Regions from separate parts of the Sus scrofa genome. Here region 2 is linked to region 1. A link is a contact called in public Hi-C data. All regions are on one chromosome and are shown on one strand. Each heading gives the region's core, a stretch centred on a gene start, on an enhancer-like site or on the middle of the called end of the contact. The rest is flanking DNA. Distances are from core to core; before and after follow the strand shown.

Region 1 (4,584 bases), core at 1,494-3,993:
CAGGTAGTCTGGTGCTCAAGTCTACGATCTTAAACACTACACTATAATGCAGGCATACCTGAGAGAGATATTTTGGGTTTAGTTCCAGACCATCTCAATTAAATGAAGATCTCAATAAAGCGAGTCACAAGAACTTTTTGGTTTCCCAGTGCACACAAAAGTTGTTTACACTATACTATAGTCTATTAAGAGTGCAATAGTATTGTTTAAAAAACCAATGTACATACCTTAATTTAAAAATACTTTAGGAGTTCCCATTGTGGCTTGGCGGTAATTAACCTGACTAGTATCCATAAGGATGTGGGTTTGATCCCTGGCCGCGCTCAGTGAGTTAAGGATCCAGAGTTGCCGTGAGCTCTGGTGTAGGTCAAAGACAAGGCTTGGATCTCGAATTGTTGTGGCTGTGGTGTAGACCGGCAGCTGCAGCTCTGAATCGACCCCTAGCCTGGGAACCTCAATGTGCTACAGGTGCAGCCCTAAAAAAGAGCAAAGAAATAAAAATAAAAACATTTTATTACTAGAAAAAGTTGAACCATCACCTCAGCCTTCAATGAGTTATAACAGTAACATTAAAGATCACTTATCATAGATCACTATAACAAACATAACAATGAAAAAGTTTGCAATGTGAGAATTACCAAAATGTGACAGAAACTCAAAGTGAGCAGATGCTGTTGGAAAAATGTCGCCAACAGACTTGCTCAATGCAGGCTTGCTACAAACCCTTACTTACTTTGTAGAAAACACAGTATTTGGGACGTGCAATAGAATGAAGTATATCAACATGCTACAGATGAGGAAAAATGTCTGTCCTGGTAGAGAGTCTTTAAACCAGCCTCAAACAGGCAGCAGTCAGCCACCCAGTGGTTTAGACACAGACAGGTTACCACTTGAGGCTTTTTAATCAACCCTAGATCCTTCCAGCACCAACCTGAGCCTACCCTTCCTGTCTCCCACCTGTGAGCTCCTGGGGGTCAAGGGCAAGGACTCCTCTTCCCCTAATCCCACCTCCACACAGCAGGCCGAGCAGAGGCTTATCAAATGGGCAGAACTTTTATTTCCTAACCCACTCCTCAGACCTCTGTCAGAAGGTAGATCAGAGTCACTGTAGGTGGAAGGCAGAATAAGCTCCTCTTAAGCAATCCAGAACTCAGCAGAGACCCCACACCTGTCACTCTTCATCACAGTCCCTTTCCACCAGCCAGAGGGAAGTTGAAGTAGGACAGGGAGGTCCACTTCTGTAACCTCAAGTCTAGATGGGGATGTTGAGCAGTTACAGGGCTTCTCAAAGAAGGCACAGCCATCCTAGACATTCAGGCCTGGAGAACAGCTTGCTTGGCAGGTCCTCAGAACCGGGTGTCTCGTGCCCTTCTTCGGGGTCGGGGGCCACAGCTGGAGCTGGGCATGGGGCCCAGGCCAGGGGGTGCCCCTGGGGGCTGATAGCCACACTCATTGGGGTCCAAGGGGTCCCGGCTGAGCAGTACCCACACCGCAGGCACATGACGGCGGACTGTGAGGGGATCTAGGCCAGTGTCAGGTGAGGTTGGCACCCAGCTGTCCTCTGTTTGCAGGAAGCGCAGCTTGGTGAGCTGGTGCAGGCCTGGTACCCGCCGTTTGACGATCTCGGCACAGCTGACAGCCTTGCCGGCAGCCCGGCCAGAACCTGAGAAGACCACATGCCGGGCGCTGCCACCCTCCAACCGCCCCAGCGCCAGTCCCAGCAGGTTGCGGATCTTGCTGCCATCTCGGACTCGCATCTCCAGGGTATCAGGAGGCAGCTGGGGCATTGGGGAAGGTGCTGGTAGTTCCACAGAGCCAGCTTTCCGGTAGTGCTCCATCTCGCTTGCTGCTGGGTCTCAATCTTGCTGCCCGCTGCAGGGAGGTGTCAGAGGAATGCTAGGCAAGGTGCCCCAGGCCATCCCCCACCCCACCCCCCATCCCTGGCTCCCTAGGACATGGCTGTGCTCCTCAACCCAGACTTCCCAGGAACAGGACCACATCCCCTCACCCCCAGAGCAGGGATGCCTGCCTCCCCCTGACAGGGGGCTGTATCCCCTTCCTCCGGACAGAGCCATAACCCTCCCCCGACCCCCGCAGTCCCAGAGACAGGACCAGATTCCCCACTGGCCGAGCCCCCTCATCCCAAGCTGCCCAGCACTGGTAACGAACTTCCTTCATCTGGGGCGCCTTGGGACAGGGCTGGGGCCCTCGGCCCAGGCTGCTTGAGAACAAGACTTTGTGCTCCTCTCCCTGGACTCTCCAAGGAGGGACGAGGACAAGGTTCCCTCACTTCGTGCTCCCGGAGGGCAGGGCCAAGCCTCTACACCCCAAGCTCCCCAAGGCAGACCCCTCTTCCAAAAGCTCCTCAAAGGCAGAAGTGACCCCCTCCCCAACTCCAGGACCTCCAGGACAGGGCCGAGCATCCCTCGCCCAAAGATCCCCTGGGTCGATTCCCCTAACCCAGGTCACTCAGTAAGTCGGGGATAGCGTGGAGGGCTGCTCGGGCTACTCCTGGCGGCCGGTCCGCGGCCGCCACCGCCCCGGGCTGCTCCCAGTGTCCAGGCGGGCGCAGCGGCCCAGCAGCCGGCCTCCCCTCTCCTGCCCCCGACTCCGGGCGCCCTCACCCCGCTGGGTTCTAGCTCTCACCACAGCAGCCACGCACTCTACCACTTCGCTCCTAGTCCAAAATGGCGCGGGACGGGGGCGCGCCGAGGCCGCGGGGCCGCGCACGCCGGACGGGGCGGGGCCTCAGGAGACAGGACCAGAGGCGACTCTGCCCACAAACTGAGAGCGGCCGCGACGGCAGCTTGTGGGTATGAGCCCAGCCGCGACGCGAGGGCCGGTGGCATGAGGGTATTAGGAGTCGTCTCCCGTCGGAAGGAAGTGAAGGATTTGACCTCTGTTGAACACAGTGCAGTAACAAAGGCAGAGCAGCGGGTTTCACTTCGGACGGGAGCAAGAGGGGGGCTGCTGCTGCGGGGACAAGAACTTTGGTCACAGAGTTCTGAGTCTAGACCTCATCTTGTGGACACTGGCGTATCACGGGGAGGTTTCATCAGGCGCAGGTCAAACCAGATCTTTTTGGCACAGCTCACTCTGGCCGCAGCGCAGAAGGGAGCGGGGACCGGCCGCATCCGCTGGTGACTCCCGGGGGCGTGTCCACATGGACCAGCGTATGATAGGGCTCAAATATTTGTTAAATTATTTGTTGAAAGAATGAACTAGAGAAATGGCAGAGTAATGGGGAGAAGTAGATTCATTTGGAAGATAACAGGAAGTAGGTTTGGCGACTGTTCCGACGGAGAAAGAGGGAAGAGTCTAGGATGACTCCCAGTATCAGACGAGCTCAATTCGAAATGCCAACGAGACCGCGCGGGTGGGGTGGAAGGCCGGCGGCGGATGAAAGGGGCCTGGAGGCACAGCAGTCCCTGAGACCACAAGGGGGCAGCAAACACTTGGTGGAGTGAAGTGCCACTGTTTCTCGGCTCCAACCTGCCCCTTCTCCTTTCCAACCACCCCCGCACCCAACTAAAATCCCCGTCTCCAAACCTCTTTTAGGCTCCCCTTCTCGGTATAGCACCAAGTAGGCTCCCCAGAAAAAAACTTAAAAGCTCCCCTCTGCCTTTGCACATGCTGCAACCTCGGCTCTCAAAGACCCTGTGTATCACCCTCCAGGGATGTCCCCCACTTTCCTTTTTCTTCTGTGCCACAAAGAACCCTGGTGCCACCTGGTCCCCTTCCCTTTTCCTTGACTGTCTCCCTAGCTAGGCTGTAAAGGGTAGGGATCAGGTGGACCCTATCTGTGTCCTTCCCACCTGGTTGGCATCTGACCTTTTTAATTTTTTTTTTTTTTTTTTTTTTTTTTCTTTTTAGGGCTACGCGTGGCATATGGAGATTCCCAGGCTAGGGGTCCAATCCAAGCTACAGCTTCTGGTCCACAGCCACAGCAACGCAAGATCTGAACCACATCTTCGACCTACACCACAGCTCTTGGCAGTGCCAGATCCTTAACCCACTGAGCGAGGCCAAGGATCAAACCTGCCACCTCCTGGTTACTAGTTGGATTCTCTCTCTCTCTTTTTCTTTTTCTTTTTTTTTTTTTTTTTTTTTTTTTTGGTCTTTTTAGGGCTGCACCTTTGGCATATGGAGGTTCCCAGGCTAGGGGTCTAATCAGAGCTGTAGCTGCTGGCCACAGCCACAGCCACAGCAATTCCAGATCCGAGCTGCATCGGCAAACTACACCACAGCTCATGGCAACACCAGATCCTTAACCCACTGAGCGAGGCCAGGGATCGAACCACAACCTCATGGTTCCTAGTCAGATTTGTTAACCACTGCACCACGACGGGAACTCCAAACAATGTCTCTCTCTTTTTATTTTTTTGGTCTTTTTGTCTTTTTAGGGTCTAGTCGGATTCACTTCTTAGGCGCCACAAGAGTAACTCTGGCATCTGACATTTAGCGTGTACTTGGTAAATGTGGGATAAATGGACACATAAACGAATGTCCACTCACATCAAGCAAATGAGAGCATTTGTCATGAGAGCTCTACATTTCCCAGAAAGCCAGACTAATGAGTATAGC
Region 2 (4,584 bases), core at 1,530-4,029, 63 kb before region 1:
ACTCAAGATATTCAGTGTTAAAACAGGGGAAGCTGGACTAGTTGGTGATCCTATTCTCAGACCCATGTGCTTCAGAGCAGTGTCTCCTCAGACTGGACCCTTCAGACTTTCTCTAGCTCCGATTGGCCCTTCCAAACAAGATCTCTTCAGCAGCCTGTCCCAGATCAGCCTCCCCTCAGACTAACCCTGTCACACAGACCCTGTCAGACCCACTCACCTTCAGATTAGCCCTCCCCATCAGAGTGGTTCTCGCAGATAAAGTCCCTTCCAGCCTCTCTCCTCAGACGGGCTACATCAGATGCCCCTCCCCAGACCCCCTTCCTCTCCACCCTTCTCTGAGGAGAGAAAAGGGGTGTGAGGACCCCACTCCAATCCTTGTCCCCAGGGCTTTAGCCCTACATCTCCAGGCAGATGCTACCCTCTGAAGGTCCTATCTCCACAAGGAGCTCTGGGCTGTGGGCATGGCAAACAAGTGGGCCTCAAGACAGAAAGACACACAGGTGCAGGACAGGGCGCTGGGTTTGCAGCCAAGCATTCTGTTCTCTCCATGTGAGAGGGAACGTTCTCAGCATCCCAGCCTGGGGAGGTAGTGAGCTCACCGGCTCTGGGGAGTTCTCAAAGCTGGAGGCCGTGCAGAGGTGTTCCTGCCTGCTGTCTCCTGACCACCTCCCTCTCTGCTCAAGGCAGATGTGGGAAGTACGTGCTGATCGCCACCCGCCCGGGAGAATGAAGGGCAGGCAGGTGGCCGAGAGGGGGCAGCAGAAGCCCAGACAGCCCCCGGTTCACACCAGCGAGGCATGGCAGCCACAGGCTGGGGTCTGCACCAGGGGCAGGAACACACAGAGGGAGGCAAAGGAGGGACTGCCGGAGGCAGGGGACAGGAACGGACACAGAGCTGGGCGAGGCGCGCGCGCGCACCCCCCCACACACACACACAGAAATACAGAGAGACATATTCTGAGATGGGGACAAACCCACAGAGACAGAGAGGAAGGCAGAGAAGACTAAGACTAAGAGACAGGGACGAGGGACAGAGGCAAAGACAGGGTTGGAGACAGAGAAAGAGAGGGCTGGAGAGTCAGGGGGCAGCAGAGACAGGAGACATACAGAGAGACAGAGATGGCAGAGAGACATTCGAGCAGAAACACAGCAAGGATACGGACCACGACCAAGACATGCTCAGAGATAGCCTGGGATGGAGACAGAGGTAGGAATGGGACCAGCAAGAAGAGGACGGGGCAGGACAAGTCAATGTTGGAGGGATGGGGCGTAGAGAAGGGTACCCGTCATCAGCGCACCTAGAGGGAGCAAGAACTGAGAGGTTGGGCTGCTGTGCACCTTGGGCCTGGGATCTAAACATCCCCCAGCAGCACCCCTCCTCTACCAGTTTTAATTCTCCAGATTCTGATTTAGCTCCAAGAACAGATGTCTATAGTTGTTCCCAGGACCAAGATGAGAAATATGGGGAGTTCCCTGGTAGCTCCATGGGTTGAGGATCTGGTGTTGTCCCTGCTGCAGCTCGGGTCACTGGTGTGGTTCGGGTTCAATCCCTGGCCCAAGAACTTCTACATGCCATGGGTGTGGCCAAAAAATAACTTTTTGAAGGTGATAACTAAAGATGTGGAGGGACAGCACTGGGAGGCAGCAGCAGTCAGCAGCCAAGAGCCTCCAAGACAAGCAGCCTCTTTGAGGTCAAGGGCCAGGACCCCCCAGGAGGGATGACCACCCCCACCCCCGCCCCAGGCCCCGATCTAGTCTGGTCAGAGGCAATGACAATGCCCCTCCAGCCACCTCGGGGTGTGGGATAGGGCTGGGTCTCTCCCTTGTGGTTGGGGGCAGGGAGATGCCCCAGGCCTCCTCTCCATCGGCCTCCGAGGTTCTAGCAGGCCCCCTCCCCTCCGTCTCCTCCCCAGGCCCCAAGTAATTGCTTTCCCATGTCGCTAATGGAGGCCAGATTGCTGATGCCCAAGCCCTGGGTGGGCGGTGGGTGGGTCAGGGCTGACCACCAGTCTCAAGGCAGGAAGGCAGCACAGGCTAGAGACCCCCTAACTTCAGCCCCCACCTCCCCCAAGGACAGTGATGGGGGAGGTCCAGACCCAGCCCTGGAATACAATGTCCTTTGCAAGAATGGGTGACCCCCTCCCTCCCTCTGCCCATGCTGGACCTGGAGTGCAGGTCTGAGGCCTGAGCCACACCTCAGGAACCAGACAGACAGAACTGGGCTTCCAGGACACATAGACATGTCCATGGTCACGTCTCAGGATCTTCATCCTGGGAGCCTCTTCCTGTGCGTGAGGAGCCACGGGCTCCCATAGCTGGGGCTTCTCGGCTTGAAAAACCCCAGGCCTCTCTACCCTGACACCAGGCCTTTTTTCCCATGAGATCCCCCCTCTTGGCTTCCAGTACCTGGCCTGGAGTAGAGCCAGCCACCTGCACTCTGAGCCGCTCACCTGCCTGGAGTCCTATGCAGGCCTGACTCCTCAGTGCTTCTGGTACCGTGAACCTCTCCTCGCAGGCGGCAAGACCAGCAAGGAAGGCCCATTTCCTGACCTGGGTCTGAGGATGAGGGTTTGCATCAGCGTGTGTGTGGGACATGGGGGTCAGCAGCTTAGTGGCAGTGTGGCACTGGGAGCCTGCTGTGGAAGGGGTGTGCACAGGCCCTGGTGTTCGTGGCTTCAACTCCACTTGTCTCCTTGATCCAGCCACCCAGAGCACGGCCAGGCCTGGCTCCCAGGTTGGGACTCTGGCCTAACCCTTTGCCCCTACTCCCAGGCCAGCGGTGCCTGCCAACTTGGCCTCAGCCTCAGCCTCAGGCATTCTAGGCCAAGGAGCTGCAGGGAGGTGGCTCCTCTGGAGGGGGGTGGAGGGGGTGGCGCCGGACCTGAGCAGGTCTGAGGCAGCCAGGGACCCCTCCTCTGAGGAGAAATCAAGGGGAACCTGGAGTCCCATCTGGGGACTGGAAGGGTGTGGGGCTGGACCAAAGGCCAAGGACCCTGCAAAGCCAAGGCCCGTTCCTCCCCCTCTCATGCTGAGTCCTGACTGTAATCTAACCCTAGGGTAAAGCTTGTACTTCACACTTCCCGCCCTGAAGCACAAGTCCAATCCCTGGTCACATGCCAAGTGGCCTCCTTCAAGTAGCCTCCCCGCCTGCCCAGGCCACTCTGCACTCTGCGCCCTGGCAAGCCCGAATGACCTGCTAGAACCCTGCACTGTGTCTCCTGGATGGCAGTATGACAACCCTCCACCCCTAGGGCTTAGCCTCCTCCCCCTCTTTTTTTTTTTTTCTTCTTCTTCTTCTTTTTTTTTCTGGCTTTTCAGGGCTGCACTGGCAGGATATGGACGTTCCCAGGCTAGGGGTCAAATCCAAGCTGCAGCCGCCGGCCTACGCCATAGCCACAGCAACACCAGATCCGAGTGGCCTCTGTGACCTATACCACAGCTCATGGCAACACTGGTTCCTTAACCTACTGAATGGGGCTGGGGATTGAACCCGCATCCTCATGGATATTAGCGGGGTTCTTAACTCGCTGAGCCGCAAGGGGAACTCTCCTCCTCCCGTTCTTGCGCCTCTGCCCTGTAGGTAAAGCCAGGCTTGGGCACTTGTGGAAAGGGGCTCCAGAGACCACAGCTGATAGGCCTCAGCACCTCTGGAGCTGACTGGATGCCCCATGTGGTACCTGCCTCACTGGGACCCCTCATTTCCCACAATTCTGCCTGCGGCCTCCAGGGGGAGCCCTACCCTCCAAAGCAGCAGAGAGCCCCCTCCCCAGACACCTCTGCCCAGGAGCTGAACTGCCTCTCTGCTCCTATCTGGAAACAGCTGTCTCTCTCCAACTCTAACGTCTACCCTCCTCCACCCCTGGAAGGGGAGGGGGTCTTGGACGAGGGCTACCCTCCAAAGTGGGTCTGTTCCAAGGACTCATGAAATGGTGACGTTTAATGAGAACCCCCCACCCCCCCACCCCTGTATATACATCTATAAAAAATTCAAATACAGCAAGTTACCATCAAGTCAGACTAGAAGGGACTGACAGGGCATTAAATACTGCGGGGGAGGAGCAGGAGAGGGGGAGGGGCATACAAAACAGGGGCAGAGGTGGGGGGATTGAAAAGTGTGGGCGCTGGGGGGAGGGGGATGGCTGGGCCCCCCCGGCGTCAGGAGCTTATAATCTGATGGTGGCAACAGAGACCCCGGGACAGACAGGAGGCAGGGACAGGAGGAGAAACTGTGGAGGTGAGGGGCTCCCCTCAGGCCCCCCAAGGGCTCCTGGGAGTCGCTGGCGTTGGAGGGTCCAGCCCGAGGGGGCGGGATGGGGGCATGGGGGGGTCTTTGGTGGGTGGGTTAGCTGCATGGCCCCCTCCCCTGAGGAAGGGAGGGGGGCCGGCATGGTGTGGCGGGGCTTGGGGTCAGCAGGCCCGGGCCTGCCGGGGTCTCTACAAATTGTGTCTGAAGAGAATGCAGAAGGTCCTCCTGCCGTGTGCAAAATAGAAACCGGGGTCTTCGGGCTCAGCTCCGGCCTCCTGCTCCTCTGCAGGTGCGCTGGCATGTCCTCACAGGATGCCGGGCTCTGGGGGGGACAGGGC

What was found. Hi-C and Micro-C count contacts between places; a contact is called where the count stands out from the background.
Region 2: a Hi-C map of skeletal muscle shows a contact between it and region 1, with 2.7 times the contacts expected there. The contact joins the enhancer-like site here to the promoter of RPP25L in region 1. A contact is called at or near these places in 1 of 5 promoter capture datasets (liver), 22 of 47 Hi-C or Micro-C datasets (adipose tissue, alveolar macrophages, embryonic fibroblasts and 12 more) and 1 of 2 datasets of contacts at active chromatin or transcription factors (skeletal muscle).

Annotation. Positions count from the first base shown.
Region 1 is chr10:32,187,341-32,191,924 of Sscrofa11.1, reverse strand. It overlaps RPP25L (ribonuclease P protein subunit p25-like protein), which reads right to left and starts at 2,743. Exons shown (of 2, transcript XM_003130658.4): 1 at 2,647-2,743; 2 at 496-1,872. The coding sequence starts at 1,838. The coding sequence ends at 1,347.
Region 2 is chr10:32,250,841-32,255,424 of Sscrofa11.1, reverse strand. It overlaps CNTFR (ciliary neurotrophic factor receptor subunit alpha), which reads right to left. Exons shown (of 11, transcript XM_021064676.1): 11 at 4,013-4,568. The coding sequence ends at 4,568. Among named protein-coding and RNA genes, the nearest start is that of ENHO, 20 kb to the left of the region's middle. Within about 2 kb of position 2,779, at least 2 of the 83 cell types and tissues checked have an H3K27ac peak or open chromatin away from gene starts, as enhancers often do. A contact at or near this core is called in adipose tissue and skeletal muscle, where this site is marked.